Regions from separate parts of the Muntiacus reevesi genome. Here region 2 is linked to region 1. A link is a contact called in public Hi-C data. All regions are on one chromosome and are shown on one strand. Each heading gives the region's core, a stretch centred on a gene start, on an enhancer-like site or on the middle of the called end of the contact. The rest is flanking DNA. Distances are from core to core; before and after follow the strand shown. Region 1 holds the start of HJV (hemojuvelin BMP co-receptor). Region 2 holds the start of NUDT17 (nudix hydrolase 17).

The links. Hi-C and Micro-C count contacts between places; a contact is called where the count stands out from the background.
Region 2: a Hi-C map of blood shows a contact between it and region 1, with 3 times the contacts expected there. The contact joins the promoter of NUDT17 here to the promoter of HJV in region 1. A contact is called at or near these places in 2 of 3 Hi-C or Micro-C datasets (blood and muscle).

Annotation. Positions count from the first base shown.
Region 1 is chr1:83,864,900-83,868,940 of mMunRee1.1, reverse strand. HJV (hemojuvelin BMP co-receptor) reads right to left here and starts at 1,552. Exons shown (of 4, transcript XM_065905257.1): 1 at 1,373-1,552; 2 at 1-100. The region is part of intron 3 of LOC136146412 (a long non-coding RNA gene); the gene reads left to right.
Region 2 is chr1:84,009,150-84,013,053 of mMunRee1.1, reverse strand. It overlaps NUDT17 (nudix hydrolase 17), which reads left to right and starts at 1,817. Exons shown (of 8, transcript XM_065905472.1): 1 at 1,817-2,213; 2 at 2,413-2,560; 3 at 2,790-2,815; 4 at 2,967-3,059; 5 at 3,313-3,411; 6 at 3,625-3,761. The coding sequence starts at 2,022. POLR3C (RNA polymerase III subunit C) reads left to right here. Exons shown (of 15, transcript XM_065905584.1): 15 at 1-920.

The DNA of each region.
Region 1 (4,041 bases), core at 303-2,802:
AGCCAGGTCCCCCCAGGTTCCGGTTCTTTCCAGCTGATGACCCTCCTACCTAGTGAATTTTGACCGGACGTCCTGTAAGGGACTGAAAAAAGAAATGTGGCTGGGCATGGGGAAGAGAAGAGTTGAAGATTGTTCAGAATGATGTGAAGAGAATCTGGGAAGATCAAGAAAAGAATGAGCTAACTGGAGTTTAGGGGAAATGAGACTCCCTGAACTAAACATGAAGCTGTTAAGCCTCTGTGCCCTGCTTTTGTGACCACTTTCAGGCCCCTTATGCAATACCCCTAGGTGGGGGTGGAAGAAAAGTTGAGTGGACTCGGGGGGCAGAGTCCACTGTATTGCCCCATACTGAGCTACCAAACAGCAGAAATGTCAAAAAGAGGAATCATGTGGATAGATCAGATCTCAGTCATACCAGTGGGCTCCCCAACAGAATTAGGATCTGAAAATATATCAGAGACTACCTCTTATTTGCTCTTCCTAATCAGGAGGGGACACCCTCCAGAGGTCATTCATTGATTTTCCTCCTTTGTGTCAGAATTTTCAGTAAGGAGGAGTAAGGGTGGGATACACATCCCATCTCTGGAATCAGTATTCAAATGAAAAGGGAACCAGTCTCTTTCATCTACTGTAGAGAGCTAAAATTATCCCTCTGTCTCATGGAACAATGGATGCAAACCAAGCATGCAAATCAATATTTGTTATGAGTCAACATTTCTTCTTCATGAGTCAACATTTCTTCAAATCTGACTGAAGAACCACTCTTTCCATTGATCTTACCTTTCCATCGATCTTAACTTTGCAAGTTTAGAAGTCAGTCTTTTGATGAGGACAAGGCTTGGGGAGGGGCTAACTCCTTCTTGCCAAACTACTCTCTCTGGAGTTAGGGATATGACTGAGGGAGAGTCATGCAGGAGGGAGAATAGGATGATGGGACTAGAGATGTAGGGAGAAATCATTTACAACAAGGAGTAATCCCCACCCTTGGAAGCCCAATGTGAAGGGCACTGAAAAGTAGGAACAAGATAGAGGGTATCAGTGACTAATCATCTGAAGCTAAATTTGGCCTTGGTGAGAAAACCACAGAATAGGAGCTGTAGGAAACTTCTACTAAAGAAGGAGACTTCATCAGAAGTCTTGAGGTAACAGGAGGAGAGAGCTAAGACTCCCAGAAGAGAGATGGAGGTTTAAACTTCTAGTGACCAGAGGCCAGAAAACTTAAGACAGAAGGAGAAATGGCGACTGGGGCACCTTGGTATGGAAGAGATCCTAGATTTGCACCAGAGACATCCAAGTTGATGTCATAATTTTATGAGATTCTAACTTTAATTTAGAAGCTTTTTAAAGGAATTGCAATTTAATTTTGACTTACTGTTTCCAGAGGTCAAACATTAGTCTGATATCCAATTCTCCAGCCATGACTGTCTACTGTATCAGTCAGCTCCAGCCAGGGGATCCCCCGTCTCTTTCTCCATGTCTCCCCTAGGTCCCCAGACCGGCTGCAGTCTCACTGAGGTCAGGGAACCAGAGAAGGTCTGGTGTGGGGGGAAGGGGGACTAGATGGCTGGCCGGAGTACTGGACAGCTGAGCGGGGGAGGGAGGTGGCTACTGAGTTGACTGTTTTAAAAATAGCTAAGTCCAAAATTCCAGGAGTGTTGATGGGGGTAGCGCGTTGGAGTATTGGCAAGGGAGTGGGGAGGGTGGAGAGGGTAGGAGGATTAGAAAGAATATGGAGTATAGGGTGCCAAGTGGCACAACAAGGATAGAAATATGACCAGTAAATCAGATATCCAGTTTGAGCTTATATGATTCTAGTCCCTGCCTACTCCAAGCAGCCCTCCAGCACTGTCAATAATTTAAAAGCCCTCAGGCCTTTAAAAATTAGAATGGACAACTGTATACCTTTAGCTCACCACCCTCATCCCTGCCATATTGAATATTGCATTTAGTTTCTACAGAACATATCTAGGAGGTAGCTGACTTTAAATAAGGTCCATAGCAGAGGTAGTTCACAGCCCCTCCCCCATCTTTGTAGAGTATTTCAGAAGGACTTAAAAAGCCAGCTGTCTAGAGAAGAAATCTGAGCTCTGAGTTGTTTAGGATGAGTGTTTGTTTCAGTCTACCAGCTCAGATCCTTGCAGCTGTCTATTCCCCAACCGCCTTCATCTTCATTACCTTATTTATATAGCAGCTCCTCTTTGCAGGTATACACACAAACACATAAGCTTCTGAGTTGCTGAGGGAGGAGGCCAGCAAAGTCAATGAGGGAAAGAAAGAATGGGGATACAATTTTTTGAAGGGGAGAGGAACTTAGATAAAGTGAGAGAAAAAGAGATTCAGAAAGATACTTTTGTGGAGTAACATAATCTTGTGACCTTTTAAGAGACTGCAACCAAGGAATTTAGCCACGTTGTATTTTTGCAGCCATAGGCATCAGGTATCATCATTTCTTAGTACTTGCCAAGTGAAATTAACACAAGGACTGATTTCAAATAGTGTCACTAAGGCATGTGCACTAATTTGCTCTACACTTAGTTCAGAATCCAGAAGTCCACAGAGTATTCTTCTCTTTTTTATACATCCAGATCTGAAATTTTTTTTCTCTTCACCACATTAAGCCATATCACAAGGGTTTTATTACAGAAATGTAAAATGACCCCACCCAAACAATCCAAGTGATTTAAAATCAATAATTTGACTGTGACATCCCAAGTGGTATATACTTTTAAGGACAAAAAGAAGTGCAAAGATATTTTAAGTAGTCATATTATTGGTGGTAGAATTGGTATTGTTATTCTGAAAGTATTCTAGGTGGTGGTGGTGTTCAGTCGCTAAGTTGTGTCTGACTCTTTGTGATCCCACGGACTGCAGAATGCCGGGCTTCCCTGTCCTTCAGTATCTCCTGGAGTTTGCTCAAATTCATGTCCATTGAGTCGGTATTGCTGTCTAACCATCTCTTCCTCTGTTGCCCACTTCTCCTTTTGCCTTCAATCTTTCCCAGCGTCAAGGTCTTTTCCAATGAGTCAGCTCTTCACATCAGGTGGCCAAAGTATTGGAGCTTCAGCTTCAGTATCAGACCTTCTGATGAATATTCAGGATTGATTTCCTTTAGGATGGACTGGTTTGATTTCCTTGCAGTCTAGGGGAAGAGCCTTCTCCAGCACCACAATTCAAAAGTATCAGTTCTTCACTGCTCAGCCTTCTTTATGGTCCAATTCTCACATCTGTACGTGAATACTGGAAAAACCATAGCTTTGACTATAGAGACTTTTGTTGGCAAAGTGATGTCTTTGCTTTTTAATATGCTGTCTAGGTTTGTCATATCTTTCCTTCCAGGGAGCAAGCGTCTTTTAATTTCATGACTGTGGTTACCGTCCACAGTGATTTTTAGAGCCCAAGAAAATGAAATCTGTCACTGCTTCCATTTTTTCCTCTTCTACTTGCTATGAAGTGATGGGACTGGATGCCATGATCTTAGTTTTTTGGATGCTGAGTTTTAAGCCAGCTTTTTCACTCTCCTCTTTCACTCTCATTAAGAGACTCTTTAGTTCCTCTTTGCTTTCTGCCAGTGGTATCATCTCCGTATGTAAGGTTGTTGATATTTCTCCTGGCAATCTTGATTCCAGCTTGTGATTCATCCAACCCAACATTTCGCATGATGTACTATGCATAGAAGTTAAATATGCAGGGTGACAGTATACAACTTTGTTGTACTCCTTTACCAATTTTGAACCAGCCAGTTGTTTCATGGAAGGTTCTAACTGTTGCTTCTTGAGCTGCATACAGATTTCTCAGGACACAGGTAAGGTGATCAGGTATTTCCTTCCCTTTAAGAATTTCCCACAGTTTGTTGTGATCCACACAAAGACTTTCATGTAGTCAATGAAGCAGGAGATTTTCTGGAATTCCTTTACTTTCTCTATTATCCACTGAATGCTGACAATCTGATCTTTGGTTCCTCTGCCTTTTCTAAACTCAGCTTGTATATCTAAAAGTTCTCAATTCAAGTGCTTCTGAAGCCTAGCTTGAAGGATTTTGAGC
Region 2 (3,904 bases), core at 568-3,067, 140 kb before region 1:
AGAGTGTGACCTGTCTTTTTTTTAAGTTTGCTAATCCTGTTTTAGAACCATCATTATATTCTACCCTCATCAAATCTTGGCAGGAGAAAGAACCTTAAATCAACTAGATTAATCATCTGTTAGATGCATCAGTTCCCACCGAGAACACAGCTAAAGCTGTGTTTGAACATCTCTGACAATGAGAAGAACTTCTTCCTAAGCTTTTTATTCCATTTTCAAAAAGCTGCACCTGCTCTTTATTTTGTTAAACTGTAATATTAAACACACACACAGTGTAGAGAATGTGAAAGACTACCACGGAGAGGGGGATAAAAGCTATTTTTAGGGCTAGCTGGTGGATTGGCCCAAGCAGCCATACTAGAATCTATGGATAAATGTCACATTTGCCAGCTCTGGGCTTCTAACACATCTGAAATTATGTGTGTGAAACACTTAGCACAGTGCTTGGCATATGATAAGCACTCAATAAATCACTGCCTTTCTCTTCACCATTATTCCTAAAAACTGGCGATTGTAACTTCCCTCTCTCAGTACTGTGGATAGATGACTATTCTAGTTGGTATAATTTGTCCCAGCAGCTTCATTTCATTTAAAGCAGTTAGGTGTTGTTTCATAATCACTTCAGTTTGTTCCTACCAGTGTTAGTCCTAATTCATTAAACATTGGAATGCCAATTAACTGTAGATACAATATACAAAGATAACTCTTAATACAATACCATCTCTGCCTTCAAGACACTTACCATCATTTTTCAGCACAAGTTACGTCCCCAGTACTAGGATGCAATGATGAATAGCCTCGAGCACACAAGCGTAATGAAAGAAGACAAATAAGTTCAAGGATGTGTTGGGGGACTGTAGTATAAAAGTAAAGGGGGAAAGGGTTAGGCAAGAAAGGAAGCAAAGAGAAGTGACACAATCTGTATTTTGAAAGATAGGGATTTACCAGGTGAAAGGGGGAAAGACCCCAGAGGGAAGTAGAGTGTTTCTTAGGGGAACCACAAATAGGATATGACTAGAAAACGGCATAAGTCCTGCCAGAATTGACAGGCAGGAGCAAGGACTGGTGGGCGCTTGCTATGCTGTGGTAAGTAGCTTAGCTTATCTTGAGAGCGCTGAGAAGCAAAATGAGCAGACTTGTATTTTGGGAAGATCGCTCTGAACTGTAGAGAATGAATTGGTGGGGGCAGGACTATTTCAGTTCAGTCACTCAGTCATGTCCGACTCTGACCCCACGGACTGCTGCATGCCAGGCCTCCCTGCCGTCACCAACTCCCAGAGTTTACCCAAACTCATGTCCACTGAGTCGGTGATGCCATCCAACCGTCTCATCCCCTGTCGTCCCCTTCTCCTGCCTTCAATTTTTCCCAGCATCAGGGTCTTTTCAAATGAATCAGTTCTTTGCATCAGGTGGCCAAAGTATTGGAGTGTCAGCTTCAGCATCAGTCCTTCCAAAGAACATTCAGGGCTGATTTCCTTTAGGATGGATTACTTACAGACTTGTAATAATATCTCAGGCAGAATATGAGGAAGACTTGAACTAGGGCACTGGAGGCTGGAGATTAAGACACGGATTTGAGAACATTTAAGGAGGTAGAATCTGGTGGACTTGGCTGCCATTTGAGTGAAAAGAAAGAGAAGGTGTCAAGAATGTTTCCTGGGTGTCTGGCTAAGAGATAGATGTAATTAATCCGAGGTGTTACCTGCTAGCACAGGTGTGCAGAGTGCCCCGGAGAGATACTTAACATAGTTCCACCCTTGACTAGGAAATGACACATGAGTCCAGGAATCAGTCTGGGGATCATTTTCCTAAACAGAAGATGGGAGGACAAAAGGAGCTGAGGATTTAGAGGCGTTCCGCTTTGTCATTTATTTATTACACTCCTGGATCATCCCCAAGGCTCTTCCCTAAATTTCCCCCTGGGCCGTTCCGGAAGCCCGGCTTCCTTCCGAGCCAGAGGAAGGCTCGGAGGGGAAGCGCTGCTGGGCCACCAGAGGGCGCCCAGCGCGCCGGAGCCCGTGATGGCGGCGGCACGGGTGCTGCTATTCCTCTCTGGGCGCCCGGAGTCGGTGAGCTTCGCGCAGAGTGTGTGCGGCCTCCTGGGCGCCGGGTCGGGGCTCGGGCCGTGGCCCACGCACTGCGGCCTGAAGCGCGGACAACTGGTCCTCTCGGACAAGCCTTTCCCAGGCGCGTCGGCCAGGCTTCCGCTCCAGGTGGGGCGGAGGGGAGGCGATGGGGCGGGTGAAGGGCCGAAGGAAGGAACCGGGAGCGGGGGGAGCTGGAGGCGAGAGGCCTGGGCCGGTCACCTGCCTCGGGCTCCTCCAGTTCCTTGTCTCTTCTGCGATGTTAACCCCAGTGGCTCCCTCCCGCCAGCGACCCCCTTTCTGCCCTTTTGCGGCCCTGGACCAACAGCCCAGGGCTCCGGGGGTCGAGCTGCCCCCGAGTGGTCGAGGTGTGGATCTGGGTGTGGCGGTCATTCTGCAGTCCAGCGATCAGACTGTCTTGTTGACGCGAAGGACAAGCACCCTCAAAGTTTCGCCCAACCTCTGGGTACCGCCAGGTGAGTGACCGGAGAAGGCCAATGTCCAGGAAAGAAGTCTGCCTCTACCCCCACAGTGCTCTTCCCAGTGTCAGAATGACAGAAGTAGGCCCAGAAGTGTGGCAGGTCCCCGAACCACAAGGGGCTACAACTGCACCTGTGTCCTCTGGAGGAGGGGGCAAGCGTAGTGAGTGGGGGGTCCCTGGACAGGAACACTACCTTTCACCTACTGGTCCCACTGTTGTTGCAGGTGGGCATGTGGAACCTGATGAAGAGGTAACCAATCAACCCAGCCAACCTGCACCCTCTGCTGAAGGAGAGACCCTGTCTGGGACCAGGCTGGAGTGTGGGCTGGGGGAAGGGCAAACACCGGACTTGTAGGAGCCAGGCACTGGCCTCTCTGACCTCCTATCCTCTCACCCTCCAGCTGCTGGATGGGGGGCTTCGAGAGCTTTGGGAGGAAAGTGGACTCCAGCTGCCCCAGGGCCAGTTCTCCTGGGTCCCTCTGGGGTTATGGGAGGTGAGACGGGCCTGGGAGAGGTTCCTTCCTATCTAACCAAGAGCACATAATAACTACTAACCCACCAAAGCCCACAGAACAGCCCTACTTGCCTTGACCACAGGGGAACTGATGGAGTGTGGGTGGTTTGGAGTCCCCAATCCCATGACTCTTACCCATGTCCCTCCTATACCATTTCTACTCTCCACTTCCTCAGCTGCATTTTCAGTCTCAAAAAGGGACAGAAAGTTCTCTTTTTTATTTTTCTTCTTAGTCTGCCTACCCCCCTAAGCTGAGCTGGGGTCTCCCCAAATACCATCACATCGTTCTCTACCTACTTGTCATCTCCCAGGAGTCACAGCAGCAGCTCCAGGTAGGGCTGGCAAAAAGGAAACGGGGCTGAGGAGGCCCAGACTGGTTCCAACAATGACTAAGGTGGGGGGAAAGTCAGAGATAACCATGAAATACGATAGCCTCTCCCCTGTCCCTGCTCCAAGTCTCTCCCTTCCACCTGTGGGTAGGCTGTGATCAAGAACAGGTCTTCCGAGAGAGGCCATGACTAAAGGATCAAAATGTCTGGCCCCAGGACCGGATTCAACCAAATGCAGGAGAGGTGAGTGCCTTCATGTGGCTGGGACCAGACATAGCAGCTGCAGTGGCTGCCACAGAGGATGGGACAGAGACCACCAAACATCTTCCCCAGGACCTACCATCTTCTGTCCCGTAAGTAGGAACTTCTCCCTATCCCTCCAACACATAGACATTGAGAAGTTCACCTTCTGTCTCCTCCTCAGGGGAAGATATGTGTTGTGGGGGAGATTTAGGGAGGGAGTTGGTCAACTGATAATGAAGAAAGCACATAGATC